Regions from separate parts of the Mus musculus genome. Here regions 2 and 3 are each linked to region 1. The links are chromatin contacts, called in public promoter capture Hi-C maps. All regions are on one chromosome and are shown on one strand. The core of a region is the stretch at or near the end of the contact, and the rest is flanking DNA. Distances in the headings are between cores, read along the strand shown. Region 1 holds the start of Lrrc4 (leucine rich repeat containing 4). Region 2 overlaps Rbm28 (RNA binding motif protein 28). Region 3 holds the start of Snd1 (staphylococcal nuclease and tudor domain containing 1).

Region 1 (4,141 bases), core at 876-3,375:
TGGGAGAGGGGAGGGGGCAAGAAAATGTTCGAGAGAGGGGACTGGAAGGACAGGCACAGAGTAAGGCGAAGCATAGACTTTGGTCTTCTGACTCAACGCAGCCCTTGCGTGGATTCGGCTGCCTGCCCCTAGGTCCCCACCATCCTGCAGATCCAAACTCTGGCCGCGCAGCCAGGCACCCCGTCAGCATTCAGCGGGGGTGCGGATGACGCGGGCGCTCGTAGGAGGCCGGCCAACTGCTGCAGCCCCACCGAGGGCCGCCGCACCCGGGCCCCTGAGCCCAGCAGTCCACGGCTGTAGGGTGCTGGGTGGCTCGGGTGGGGGCCGCGCAGTCTCCGCTGCAGCCCCGCACGGCTCCAGCCTATCAGCGGCCAACCAGCCACTCGCTCCGACCTGACCAAAATAGCTGCGAACGCCTGCGACTAGCGCGCAGCCCCTCACTTGACGCTCACTCGGACTCGCTCGCCCGCTCGCCCGCTCGGGCCGCTCCGATCGTCTAGAGGGGGCGGGGAGGAAGCTGCGGGGGAGGGGGGAGGGGGGTGGGGAAAAAGAAGGAAGGAAGGAAGGAAGGAAGGAAGGAAGGAAGGAAGGAAGGAAGGAAGAAGCGAGGAAGGCAGGCAGCCCTCCGCGACTCGGGGCTGCGCGGCGCGAGCCAGCGCGTGCTGGAAGGCGCGGCGTTAACCCCTTGAGGGCAGGCGGCAGAGGGAGAGCGGTGTTAATACATAAGAGCACTGCATCACGCTAATCTTCTCCCTAGAACAGTATGCGTCAGCAGTACATTCACGTTCTGACTGAAGGACAAAAGGATGAGAGAGCAGTCTGCGTGGCTGCCACCTGCAACACCGCGAGCCCGGCGCGAGGAGGAGACGGTGGGCGCCGAGCGCAGGGGCCCCGCTGCTGCCACCGCCGCCGCTAGCCAGCGGGGACCATGTTCACCGGCTTCGGAGCGTTTCCCGCAGCCGCTACCCCCACTGCTCACGCTGCCGTCGCCAGCGCTCTGGCCGCTGCAGCAGCCCGCTGGCAGCTCCGTTGCTGAAGGCTCCGGGAGCCCAGCGGCGAACTCGCACTCTCCGCACAAAGCCGGGGCCGGCGGCGCGCCGGGAGCCCAGCAGTGGCGGGCGGCGGCGGGCGCTTGCGCGCTGCCGGGGGCTGCGGCCGCCGCCGCTGCCGGACCCGCGCCCGCCCCCGGACTCCCTGAAGGGGCCTGCGGTGCGGGCGCGACCGCGGGCGCTGCGCGCTCCTCCGTTCGCGGACTGGGTCCCAGCACCACGTCCACGCCGCTGCCCCTCTGGGGCTGGACGGATTACCGCTCCCCGCACCAGCAGACGGCGGGACTGGAGAACTGAGCCCAGTTTTTGTCTTTTTAACCCTTCCGAGAAGAGGCGAAGAGAAAAGGGGGTGTGTGCCTAGGGAGGGCGAAGGCGCAGCGAACACCTCTTAACTCTCGCAGCCCCGCGAGCTCACGACTGCAATCAGCTGCCGCCAGCTCTGGGCGGCCGACGCTGGGAAAGCAGAGTGGAGAGCAGCGCAGCAACCAGCGAGCGCGGCCTGGGCGGCTTCGGGAGCGCCCCCGCACCCCCATCCCCCGCGGCGGCCCAGGGAGAGGGCTGGGGGCTGGAGACACACTTTGGCGATGAAGCGCCTTCTCCCGCGACTGGAACAAGCTGGTGCCAGGGTCCAAGGACAAAGCAGGGAAGCGCTGGTGGCGCCGCTCCTCGGGCTCTCGGGGGGGCATGCACCTGCATAGCCCGCCGGGCCTTGGCTCTCCCTGGCGCGCCTCAACTCCGCGGCTTCGCCGGCTCCGGATTTACTAGAAGCCATTTTGTCTCCCCTACCCCTCCCCTCCCCTCCCCTCTGCCCTCCCTGCCCCCACTACTTCCCCCTTTGTTAATTAAAACTAAAGTCAGAATGGGAACGATGAGCCCAGCTCTCGTGGAGAAAGCTTAAGGACACAGCGCTAATTCTTTCCTGCTTTCCTTCCGAGGTAGGTGACAGGGAATTGGGTGGGGATGGTCGCAACGTGGGAGAGAGTCTTAGCTTTCTATGGGTTGGCCTTGAGGGTGGGCTGGTAGATGAGGGGCCGCTCAGTAGTTTCGCAGGGTTTTTCTAGGCCGATCTGCTTGTCTCTAATCGCCCCCTCCCCACCTCCTTCTCCAGATGGAAAGAGGAGCTCCTAGCTCACTTAAGCCGGGGTAAGGCTGGTTCTCTTTTCCAAGCCAAAATCCCAGGCGATGGTGAATTATGAACGTGCCACACCATGAAGCTCTTGTGGCAGGTAACTGTGCACCACACCTGGAATGCCGTCCTGCTTCCCGTCGTCTACCTCACGGCGCAAGTGTGGATTCTGTGTGCAGCCATCGCTGCTGCCGCTTCAGCCGGGCCCCAAAACTGCCCCTCCGTCTGTTCCTGCAGTAACCAGTTCAGCAAGGTGGTGTGCACCCGCCGGGGACTCTCTGAGGTCCCACAGGGTATTCCTTCCAACACCCGGTATCTCAACCTCATGGAAAACAACATCCAGATGATTCAGGCCGACACCTTCAGGCACCTCCATCACCTGGAGGTCCTGCAGCTGGGCAGGAACTCCATCAGGCAGATAGAGGTGGGGGCCTTCAATGGCCTCGCCAGTCTCAACACTCTGGAACTGTTCGACAACTGGCTGACAGTCATCCCCAGTGGGGCCTTTGAGTACCTGTCCAAACTGCGGGAGCTCTGGCTGCGAAACAATCCCATTGAGAGCATCCCTTCTTATGCCTTCAACCGGGTGCCCTCCCTCATGCGTCTGGACTTGGGGGAACTCAAGAAGCTGGAGTATATCTCTGAGGGGGCTTTTGAGGGGCTGTTCAACCTCAAGTACCTGAACTTGGGCATGTGCAACATTAAGGATATGCCCAATCTTACACCCCTGGTGGGGCTCGAGGAGCTTGAGATGTCAGGGAACCACTTTCCTGAGATCAGGCCTGGGTCCTTCCATGGCCTAAGCTCCCTCAAAAAACTGTGGGTGATGAACTCACAGGTCAGCCTGATTGAGCGGAATGCTTTTGACGGACTGGCTTCCCTCGTGGAACTCAACTTAGCCCACAATAACCTCTCATCTTTGCCCCATGACCTCTTCACACCCCTGAGATACCTGGTGGAGTTGCACCTACACCACAATCCTTGGAACTGTGATTGTGATATTCTGTGGCTGGCTTGGTGGCTTCGGGAGTATATCCCAACCAATTCCACCTGCTGTGGCCGCTGTCATGCTCCCATGCACATGCGAGGCCGCTACCTGGTAGAGGTGGACCAGGCTGCCTTTCAGTGCTCTGCCCCTTTCATCATGGATGCACCCCGGGACCTCAATATCTCTGAGGATCGGATGGCAGAACTGAAGTGTCGGACTCCCCCTATGTCCTCTGTGAAGTGGTTGCTGCCCAATGGGACAGTGCTCAGCCACGCCTCCCGGCATCCCCGGATCTCTGTTCTCAATGATGGCACCTTGAACTTTTCTCGTGTGCTGCTCATAGACACTGGAGTATACACATGCATGGTGACCAATGTGGCAGGCAACTCCAATGCCTCGGCCTACCTCAATGTGAGCTCGGCCGAGCTCAACACCCCCAACTTCAGCTTCTTCACCACTGTAACAGTGGAAACCACAGAGATATCACCTGAGGACATAACACGGAAGTACAAGCCTGTTCCCACCACATCCACTGGTTACCAGCCGGCATATACCACCTCTACCACGGTGCTCATTCAGACCACCCGTGTGCCCAAGCAGGTGCCAGTACCCTCCACAGATACCACTGACAAGATGCAGACCAGCCTGGATGAAGTCATGAAGACCACCAAGATCATCATTGGCTGCTTTGTGGCAGTGACTCTCCTAGCTGCTGCCATGTTGATTGTCTTCTATAAACTTCGCAAGCGGCACCAGCAGCGGAGTACAGTCACAGCTGCCAGGACAGTAGAGATTATCCAGGTGGATGAAGACATCCCAGCAGCAGCACCTGCAGCAGCAACAGCAGCTCCGTCCGGTGTATCAGGTGAGGGGGCAGTAGTGTTGCCCACAATACATGACCATATTAACTACAACACCTACAAACCAGCACATGGGGCCCACTGGACAGAAAACAGCCTGGGGAACTCTCTGCACCCC
Region 2 (4,183 bases), core at 836-3,335, 310 kb before region 1:
GATCCGTCTATGCGAAGGCAAAGAAAGATAATGGAGCTGGATATCAGGAGTATTGAGGAGAAGTGTCTTTAAGATTTAGGACTGAAAAATGAGAGGTGTTGTCAGGGATCATGGCGAGGACAGCCTAAGGGTTAGAGACGTGAAGGGTGTACAGGGGCAACAGTTAATGGACTGAAGGCCCAGGGCTAGGTGGAAGGTTCCCTTAGGTTTTTGACTGTTAATATGGGAGCACTGTAGGGTGATGAGGTGGGACATAGAGACTGTTTAGATAAAGGACACTGAATGAGGGCTTTGAGGCCTAGGCAGAGTAGGGAGAACTGGGGTTTGAAGATGTGGGCAGAAGGCCTTTGAGTATGCTAGAGGGATTTATGATGTGCAGCAAGGGAAAGAGGGTGGTATCCCATACAGCGGATTGACTAGAGGAGGCAGAGGATAAGAGGTTTAGGATTTCAGAGAGTGAGAGCATGTACAAATAGGGGCTGAGGAAGGAAAGAGGAGGGGTGCAGGAGTATCCTGGGAGCTGTTGTACGAGAAAAATTTATGCTTGAGTGTGCTAGAAAAGACGCCCTTTCCTAATAAGGGAATAGGGCGTGATCAAGTGAGGAGTAACAAACCTAGAAAGGAAGGTTAAAGGGGGAGTCTGGAGGGGTGTGGAGGACTGCTGTGTATTCAGGCCGTGGGACCCAACAGTAGCACAGAGCAGAGGAATGAAGTCCAAAACAGCTTCTCACACACCTTAAGTTAATCACTTTCTCAGACCTTTATGACTTACTTATGCTTTTGTATCTTCAGAACTTAACACATTTCCTTGGACTGTCATAATGTCAGAGCTGTGTATACTTTAAATTACTTTCTTAGACCTGTATAACTTGTATCACTCCCCCCCCCCCCCCCCCCGAGACAGAGTTTCTCTGTGTAACCCTGGCTGTCTGGAACTCACTCTGTAGACCAGGCTGGCCTCTAACTCAGAAATCCTCCTGCCTCTGCCTCTCGAGTGCTGGGATTAAAGGCGTGCACCACCACTGCCCAGCCTTTTTTTTTTTTTTTTTTTCTTAACCTACATAACTTTTTTTGTCTGTTTCTTATAAGCTTTAGAAATTCAGGTATTAGTGTGTAGCCTGTCTATAGGAAATGGACCGAGCAGGCTGCTGGGTGTTGGCTGTTGTTAAAGCTGCAGCTACTCACCAATGTCACCAGAGACCTGAGAGGGATAGATTTGAGTAAGAAGTACAGTTTAAATTGTTTTTATAGCAATAAAAATGACAAAGACTTACTTAGTCATTTGAGGCTCACATGGTTCACTGCAGAAGCAGTCCGTCTTCAGTTGTCTGAAAAGAACTGCATTTAATAGTTGTCCCAGAGCAGCAGGCCTTTGGCTGTCAGACTAGGGCTGAGGAATTCTTCCTGTAGAGGAAGGGCGGCCTTGGGAACATTGACCTTATTCTGATAAGGCAAAGTATAGCAGTCAATCCAGTGTCCACAGCTTGTGTGGATTCCTGCTGCGGGGGAGGGGGTGGCAGTTTTCCCCGGGGAGCGGTTAGTGTTGCGGTCCAGGTGGAGTCAGCTGCAGTTGTTCCCCATTTGCCTTCTTTGGAGACCTTAACGTTTTCTTGTTAGAAGGAGCTCTCTATTTATTGTGGGAAGTTTTTTATTGAACATTTTAAATGCCATATTCAGCAGATCTCTGAGGAGTTTGAGGGCCATATATTAAGTATACCCGATTTTAGGCTTAACCTTGAAAATACATATGCATGAGGCTAAAGAAAACTTATTTTTGTAAACCATAAATGTAATAAACTTCTTGTCATTACAGAATATGACTTTTGTATGGCCGGCTTTAAAGCTGAAGTCAGTGTCTGGCAGGAAATGGTTAATAAGTTGGGCTGATGGTGAGGGCTTTGGTGGAGGGAGGGTCAAATGAGAGAGGTATCTGATAAGGCAACCATAAATAAATTGTATTGTAGTTCAGTCAACAGTGGAGAATTTGGCTTTAGGAAGGGAGCTGGGAAGAGGAAGTGGAGGCAGTTGTAACAGTAGCGTAGCAGCAGAGGGAGAGCTGGCGTCTGGACGGTAGGTGGTGGGAAATTGGCTTTAGGATTGGAGTGGGCTTGCCATCAGGCTGAACGGAGGGAGCTTTTTGAAGAGACAACGGTGAGGGGGAGGGAGGAGCTGTTAGGTTGCAGCTGGAACAAGTTCTGGGGGCCACAGTGGCAGAAGAGGGAGTGAAGGGTAGGGGTCACAGTAGCCCAGACATGGACATAAAGAAGCTCCAGGACTTCCAAGAAGGACATTGCGCAGGCCCAGAGGGACCCAAGAGAGCTGTCAGACTTAGCAGGCAGCTCATGGAGGAGATAGCGAGGAAAGGATCTCACTGTGAGCCAGACATAGGGCTCAGGAAGCTGCAGTTCCTAGGGAGACTGGAGAGAAGATACGGGGTTGTTACGGAGTGTTGGAGGGCAGACTGGGCTGTGCAGAGTGGCAGGGCTGACGTGGAAATAAGTATAGCTGGGCGGGCAGTTGATGGGTAAGGAGAAGGGGGACCTCCTGTAGTGGGGGCCTGAGGAGTGTAGCATCCTTGCTGAGGTAGGCTCAGGCAGTGTGGGCTGTAGGGAGGTGTGGGTGAGGTAGGCTGCATGAGCAGCCCAGCAGCTGGTGAGCACGAAGTGCCTGCCAGTCAGTACTCCTAAGACTGAAATGCTGCAGAGGCTTACAGTGTCATGTAGGACTGTTCAGAGAGTGTAAGAGTCACAGCACAGGGCTTGGAGCAGCAGAAGGGAAAGCAGAGATGCATTTGGGAGCTAAAGTGCACTATTAATGTGTTTTACTGGTGCAGGAAACATTTCTATCACCAGTGGAGGCCCGTGGGTCTAAGTTGAGAGACTGGGCATCTTCATGTATGTATCTTGAGATCTCTGGGACAAAGGGGTCACAGCAGACTCATGTCACCAAGAGAGAGACCCCAGTGGGCCTAAGGAAGAATCTAGAACCTGTGGACAGGGTTTTCAGAGGCGGAGGACTCCAGATCTTAGCAGTACAACCGCCCAAAGTGAAAAGAAAGCTTTGCTAACCACACAGAACTGAATGGAATGTACTTATCAAGTGTAGGAATGTAGGGAGTTTGGGGGGAAACTCCCCAGTTAGCCACTGTTGGATGGAGAGGAGGGTGTGCATGGGAGATTCTGTAGGCCAAAAGCAGATTTGGCCTCATACCTTCAACAGCAGTCTGCAACTCCAGTTCCAGGGGCGAGCTGTAATAAACCCTTTCCCCACCAGCTTGCTTTTGGTCATGGCTTTATCACAGCAATAAAAAGCAAACTAAGACACCAGCAAGCACTCTGCCAACTGAGCTACATCCCAGCTAGCCTCTAGCTTCTCTTTTAAAGTCATGTCCAGAATACAGAAAGATACGCCTTTTGTTTCCAGGGGAATATACAGAGTGGAGTTAGGTCCTACTGCATTTTCTAGGTCAGGTTAGTTTACTAAATTGTAGGCAGACTGCTGAGTGAGATGGCTTGGTACGAAAAGGCTTGACACAGCCTGACAACCTGAGTTTGATATTCAGGATTTACATGCTGGAAGGAGAGAACTAGATTCCTACAAATTGTCCTGTAATCATCACATGCATTTCATGGTGCACATGCATGTATATGCATACTAAACATTTTAAAAATACACAAAAAGCTTTAGCTTCTCAGATTAAGGATATTCAATGTATGGTTCCTGCTCTTTCCTTTTCCCTTCCCCCTTTCTCTCTCCCCTTCTCCCTTCCCGTTTGCCTAGTCATCTCACCGTGACCTAGTCATCTTAACATGTTTTTCTTTTGCGTTATTTTGAAAGATTTTGCCCTCGTTAGAAAATTTTAACTGAGATCCAGATTTCATATAAACATGGCGGGGAATATGTCTAATTCAATAAAAGAAAAACATGTTTCTTACCAGACTCCCGTGAAAACTTCTGGTTGTAATAAGAAAAACTAATTTCAGCCCCAGTGAGTGAAAGAGAACAGACTGGATGAATACTGGTTTGTTCACAGAATCGGTGTTGTCTAGATGCAAATCTTGAGTAGGCAGTGAAAGTCTGGGAAATTTAGATTCCCGCTGCTGGAGGTTGTGGGTCTTTTCTCTAGGATGCCATCTTTAAAAAAAAAAAATGAAGGCACAAGGTATTTCTGTAAAGTGTATTA
Region 3 (3,985 bases), core at 327-2,826, 350 kb after region 1:
TCTTCACCCACTTGAGAAAAGGTCTCTCTCTCTCAATGCACCCGAAGCCTGATATTTTTAGCTAGGCTGGTGGAACAGCAAAAGCCCAGGGTCCACCAGCGCCACGTGCAGCACAAAGGTTCCAGGCAGTGGAACAGCCACGTCCAGCTTTAATGTGTGCCGTGAAGATGCGAACCGGGGTCCTCAGGACTGAGCAGCAAGCACCTGTATCCACTGAGCCATCTCCCCGGATCCCCCTGCAGAGTATATTAATCCTGAGAAAGACAACAGGGACAGCAAAAACAAAAAAAGTTTCAAAAACTGGCTCTCTGGGGAAACTGTCTTCCACTCTGGAGAGAAAAGTCGTTGGAGTTACAATATGAAAAGCAATCGAAAAGATCACAGCCATCTTAAACAGAAAAATCTGTTAACAAACGAGAAATGTCAGACCTCAAGATGTGGGAGGAAAAAAAGGAGAAACAATATAAGAAATAGAACAGAACTTATGCTACAAAATTAGTGTGGAAGTGGAGGTGATGGAATTCAAAATTCCGAATAAAGAAAGCAAAGGTAAGTGAGCAGGATCTATAATAAGAACCCTACACAGGGAATCAGAACACCTGGACTCTTATTATTGGCTCCACTCCAAACCGCCATGTGCCCTTAAGGCAAGTTAGTTACTCTCTTTAAAAACAGGCTCCTTGTCCTTAAGAAGTGAAGAAATGCTACTTAGTATAAGATCCCTGCCAGGCTAAATTTTTAATTTAAAAATACACGAAAATCAGGAGCTTCCAGGCCTAGAAACTAGACATTGAGATAAAAGGGGGAAAGAGTTGAGAAAACTTTGGGTGAATAAGTGAGTCAGTGGACAGAGACAAGCTTCGTGACAGCCAAGCACTCCCGGGGTTCCAGGAAAAGATGTCCGGATCTAGAGAAACTGCGAACTAATCGGCATATGTCAAAATGGACAGAAAGAGGGGGATGGGAGTAACTATCCGTGAACTATCTCCGTTAATGAACCGGTAATAGACCTGCTTCTGGTAAACAGGTAGGGGCTCCGAAAGCCGCGACCCACGAAAATCACAGCGAGCGAATCATGGACAGGTTGCCCGGGAGGCAAAAGTCAAGATAAGTTCGTTCTCGGGTTCTGCCTGGTGAAGATTCGGAGAGTAGGTGGAGAGTGAGGAAGGGGCAGAGGAAAAGCAAACTGAGACCATGCAGGCTGACGGGAGAGAAGGAAGTCAATGCCTGGCTCCTGCTCCAAAGCAGCAGAGGGGTCCGGGTCCAGGGTCCCGCTCTCACCATCTTGACGATGCCCCGCTGCACGGTGGGGACCGCGGGTCCCCCGGAGGAGCCGCTGCTCTGCGCGGAGGAGGCCATGTGTGGAGCTGGAAAGGCAGCGAGTGGGGCGGCCGGCCGGACTGGAAGTGTCAGGGTGGGTGTCGGCGCTTGCAGCGACAAGGAGCAGGCAGGCGACAGGCTACCGTCGGTGGGCTGGACAGAAGCGCCAGGCGCACACTAGAACACCAGCGGGACTGGGAGCAAAAGAGGAGACGCGATCTCCGCCGCCGCCACACGTTCTACTCGCCGCGCAAGCGTGCCAGAGCGCCACCGCCCTCTAGCCAATTAGCGTCCAGAACCCGCTGGAACTCAAGCCAATAGGCACTCTCTTTATGAAGCTCCGCCCTTTGGTCCCAAAACGGGTGCGGAGCTCCAGGAAGCGCTGAAAGAGCTGATTTGCGGTGACGGGATGGTTTTGAGGCGGGACTTCCGGGGAAGTCTTGAGAAGGTGGTGTCGGGAGGTGTAGTGGGAAGGAAAGGACACGTCAGCATCTGGCAGTGGTGCGCGGGGAGCCATGGGAGCCCCGAAGGCGGGGCGGGCCTCGCCCTCCAGCGGAGGTTCTGCTCCTGCCCCGCCCCTCAAGCGGCAAAGCGCCCACGTGTACGGAGCTGGACACCGGAACTGGACGACAAGGGCCTGGGGCCGTCCCAAAGGAACCTTACTGCTCTCAGAGTTCTGACGTTTCACCTCCGCAAAGCAGAGGAAACTTTTGAAAGTCGCCGCCATTGGGTAACCTGCTGATGTTAGTCTTGACCCGGAATGTGGCCGCGAATCTCCCGGTGGTCCGGAGTATCACTGGGGTTTAGTGCTTGTGAGTTCCGCTCATGTTTGTTGATGGAAGCAATAAGCATCTCTTAGAGGATGACTCGTCCTGCACACTGAGAATAGCCTCGTTTTTCGGCTCCTTCCCTCCTGCTCCAACTGAGGTTAGGAAAAACCTTGGGATTTGCCATCCCAGGGCTGAGCGGGAGACAGTCCTAACTCACTGCTAATCTCAGCTCGAGGTGGATCAGGAAAGCCATATTCAAGTGGATATTCAGGGAGAATTTATGGTCTTGGAGTGCCCCGTTTTAGAGCACAGGTTCTTGTATGTATTATTTAATAATAAAACCTGGACCTACGCTAAAGACACTACTTCCACTATAGCCTGTTTTAAGAAGTTTGAGTAGTCACGCATGTCTCAAATCAGGGTCAAGTTTTGGGGTCAGCATCTTCCTATAGCTCCAAAGCCAAGTCTGTACCACGAATTCACCCTATTCAAAAGAGAAAACGGATCTTTATAGATAGATACACACACACACACACACATATATAAAACAATTTTGAGGGGTTGCCCAGTACACTGGTAGCTCAGCTCTAAGACCTCATCTTTAGTGAATTTGACCTTTGCAACAGTGTAGCCACTCTCTCCAGGATAGTTGAAGCAGTTGAAACTAATTCCAAACATCTCATTTTCTGATCATAGTTACTGTCCTTTCCCCCCTACTCAGCCAGTTAATTCTCTTTTGCTTGTACTAATTTTCTATTTCTACACAACCATTGATCCTACTAGTCAGTCCTAACAACCAAATTACGTGGAGCATGAACATGCACAGTATACACTGCCTGTTAAATACTTTTTCCCTGAAGAATATGTTAGTCCTTAAGACAAGCCTACAAAGTCCATATGATCTGTTTCTTCAAAGGAGAGCATTGATGTTTTGTTTTCTGTCTGTTTATTTTTAAGTGAATAGGAATCTCAAAGGGCTCCAACAGGTAAAGTTGATTGCATTGCAAGGTAGATAACCCGAGTTCAGTCCCTGGGACCCACATGGTGGAGGAAGAAAACCAAGTCCTGCAAGCTATCCTCTGACCTCTCAGGCAAACTGTGACATGTGATGCTTGCATACACACACAGATATATATAACATATACATAAAAAATGTAGTTTGAAAAAAAATCTAGTGAGCAGTGCTAGGTCAGTATCTTAAGGGACAGAGTCAAGATATGAACTCAACTGTCTACCATAAATAATCTTATCTTAGGCCTCTACCTGCTTCTCTGGTAGACAAACCTACCTCATCCTCTGCCAAGTCTATAGAATCCATAACCTAGACAAAGATGTTTAATTCTCTAACAAGCTTCCCATGGGGGGGGGGGGGGGAATGCAGTGGACACTGCTGTGCAAGAGCCTTCTGTGTCCACTGTTCAGCTGTCTCCCATTTCGGTCCTCCAGACCACTAGTCCGCTGTTCTTACCATAAGGCACTTTCTAATCATGCCAGTCCCTCAACATCAGGCCAGACTTCAGCTCCTTAGCAGAGCATACCTGGCCCCGAACTACTTTTCAGCTACTTGTGCTCCTCTTTTGTAGTTTTAGTGTATATTGACTTATAGGGAAAGGCTTGCTCAGTATTGTCTAGATCTTTCTGCAGTGATGCAATGTTCTCTTCCTGCCCTATCCAACATGGGAGGCACCAGCCAGCTGTAGCTAATGAGAACTTGCAGTATTGCACGTGCAATTAAGGAAGGGAGTTTTTAATATTAACTTTAATTAATTTAATACACATGACTGGTAACTATTGTATCACACACTATCAAGCTAGGTGATTAAGTTTTAATCTTGCTGTCTGTTACCAGAACCTTTTTTTTCTTTTGTTAACTTTTTATTGATTCTTTGTGAGTT

What was found. Promoter capture Hi-C pulls out the DNA fragments that hold promoters and counts their contacts.
Region 2: a promoter capture Hi-C map of hippocampal neurons shows a contact between it and region 1, with 7 times the contacts expected there. The contact joins the enhancer-like site here to the promoter of Lrrc4 in region 1. A contact is called at or near these places in 6 of 39 promoter capture datasets (the 3T3-L1 cell line, 3T3-L1-derived adipocytes, hippocampal neurons and 2 more), 11 of 484 Hi-C or Micro-C datasets (cerebellar granule neurons, cerebellum, cerebral cortex and 4 more) and 4 of 115 datasets of contacts at active chromatin or transcription factors (SST interneurons, embryonic hindbrain, forebrain and 1 more).
Region 3: a promoter capture Hi-C map of neural stem cells shows a contact between it and region 1. The contact joins the promoter of Snd1 here to the promoter of Lrrc4 in region 1. A contact is called at or near these places in 14 of 39 promoter capture datasets (the 3T3-L1 cell line, 3T3-L1-derived adipocytes, the HPC-7 cell line and 9 more), 7 of 484 Hi-C or Micro-C datasets (cerebral cortex, cortical neurons, embryonic stem cells and 2 more), 11 of 115 datasets of contacts at active chromatin or transcription factors (astrocytes, bone marrow-derived macrophages, cardiomyocytes and 6 more) and 3 of 9 other capture datasets (adipose tissue, liver and pancreatic islet).

The regions. Positions count from the first base shown.
Region 1 is chr6:28,829,731-28,833,871 of GRCm38.p6, reverse strand. Lrrc4 (leucine rich repeat containing 4) reads left to right here and starts at 2,125. Exons shown (of 1, transcript NM_138682.2): 1 at 2,125-4,141. The coding sequence starts at 2,258. The region is part of intron 16 of Snd1 (staphylococcal nuclease and tudor domain containing 1); the gene reads right to left.
Region 2 is chr6:29,144,068-29,148,250 of GRCm38.p6, reverse strand. The region is part of intron 9 of Rbm28 (RNA binding motif protein 28); the gene reads left to right. Among named protein-coding and RNA genes, the nearest start is that of Rbm28, 19 kb to the left of the region's middle. Within about 2 kb of position 2,085, at least 45 of the 459 cell types and tissues checked have an H3K27ac peak or open chromatin away from gene starts, as enhancers often do. A contact at or near this core is called in cerebral cortex, hippocampal neurons and liver, where this site is marked.
Region 3 is chr6:28,477,939-28,481,923 of GRCm38.p6, reverse strand. Snd1 (staphylococcal nuclease and tudor domain containing 1) reads right to left here and starts at 1,576. Exons shown (of 24, transcript NM_019776.2): 1 at 1,282-1,576. The coding sequence starts at 1,359.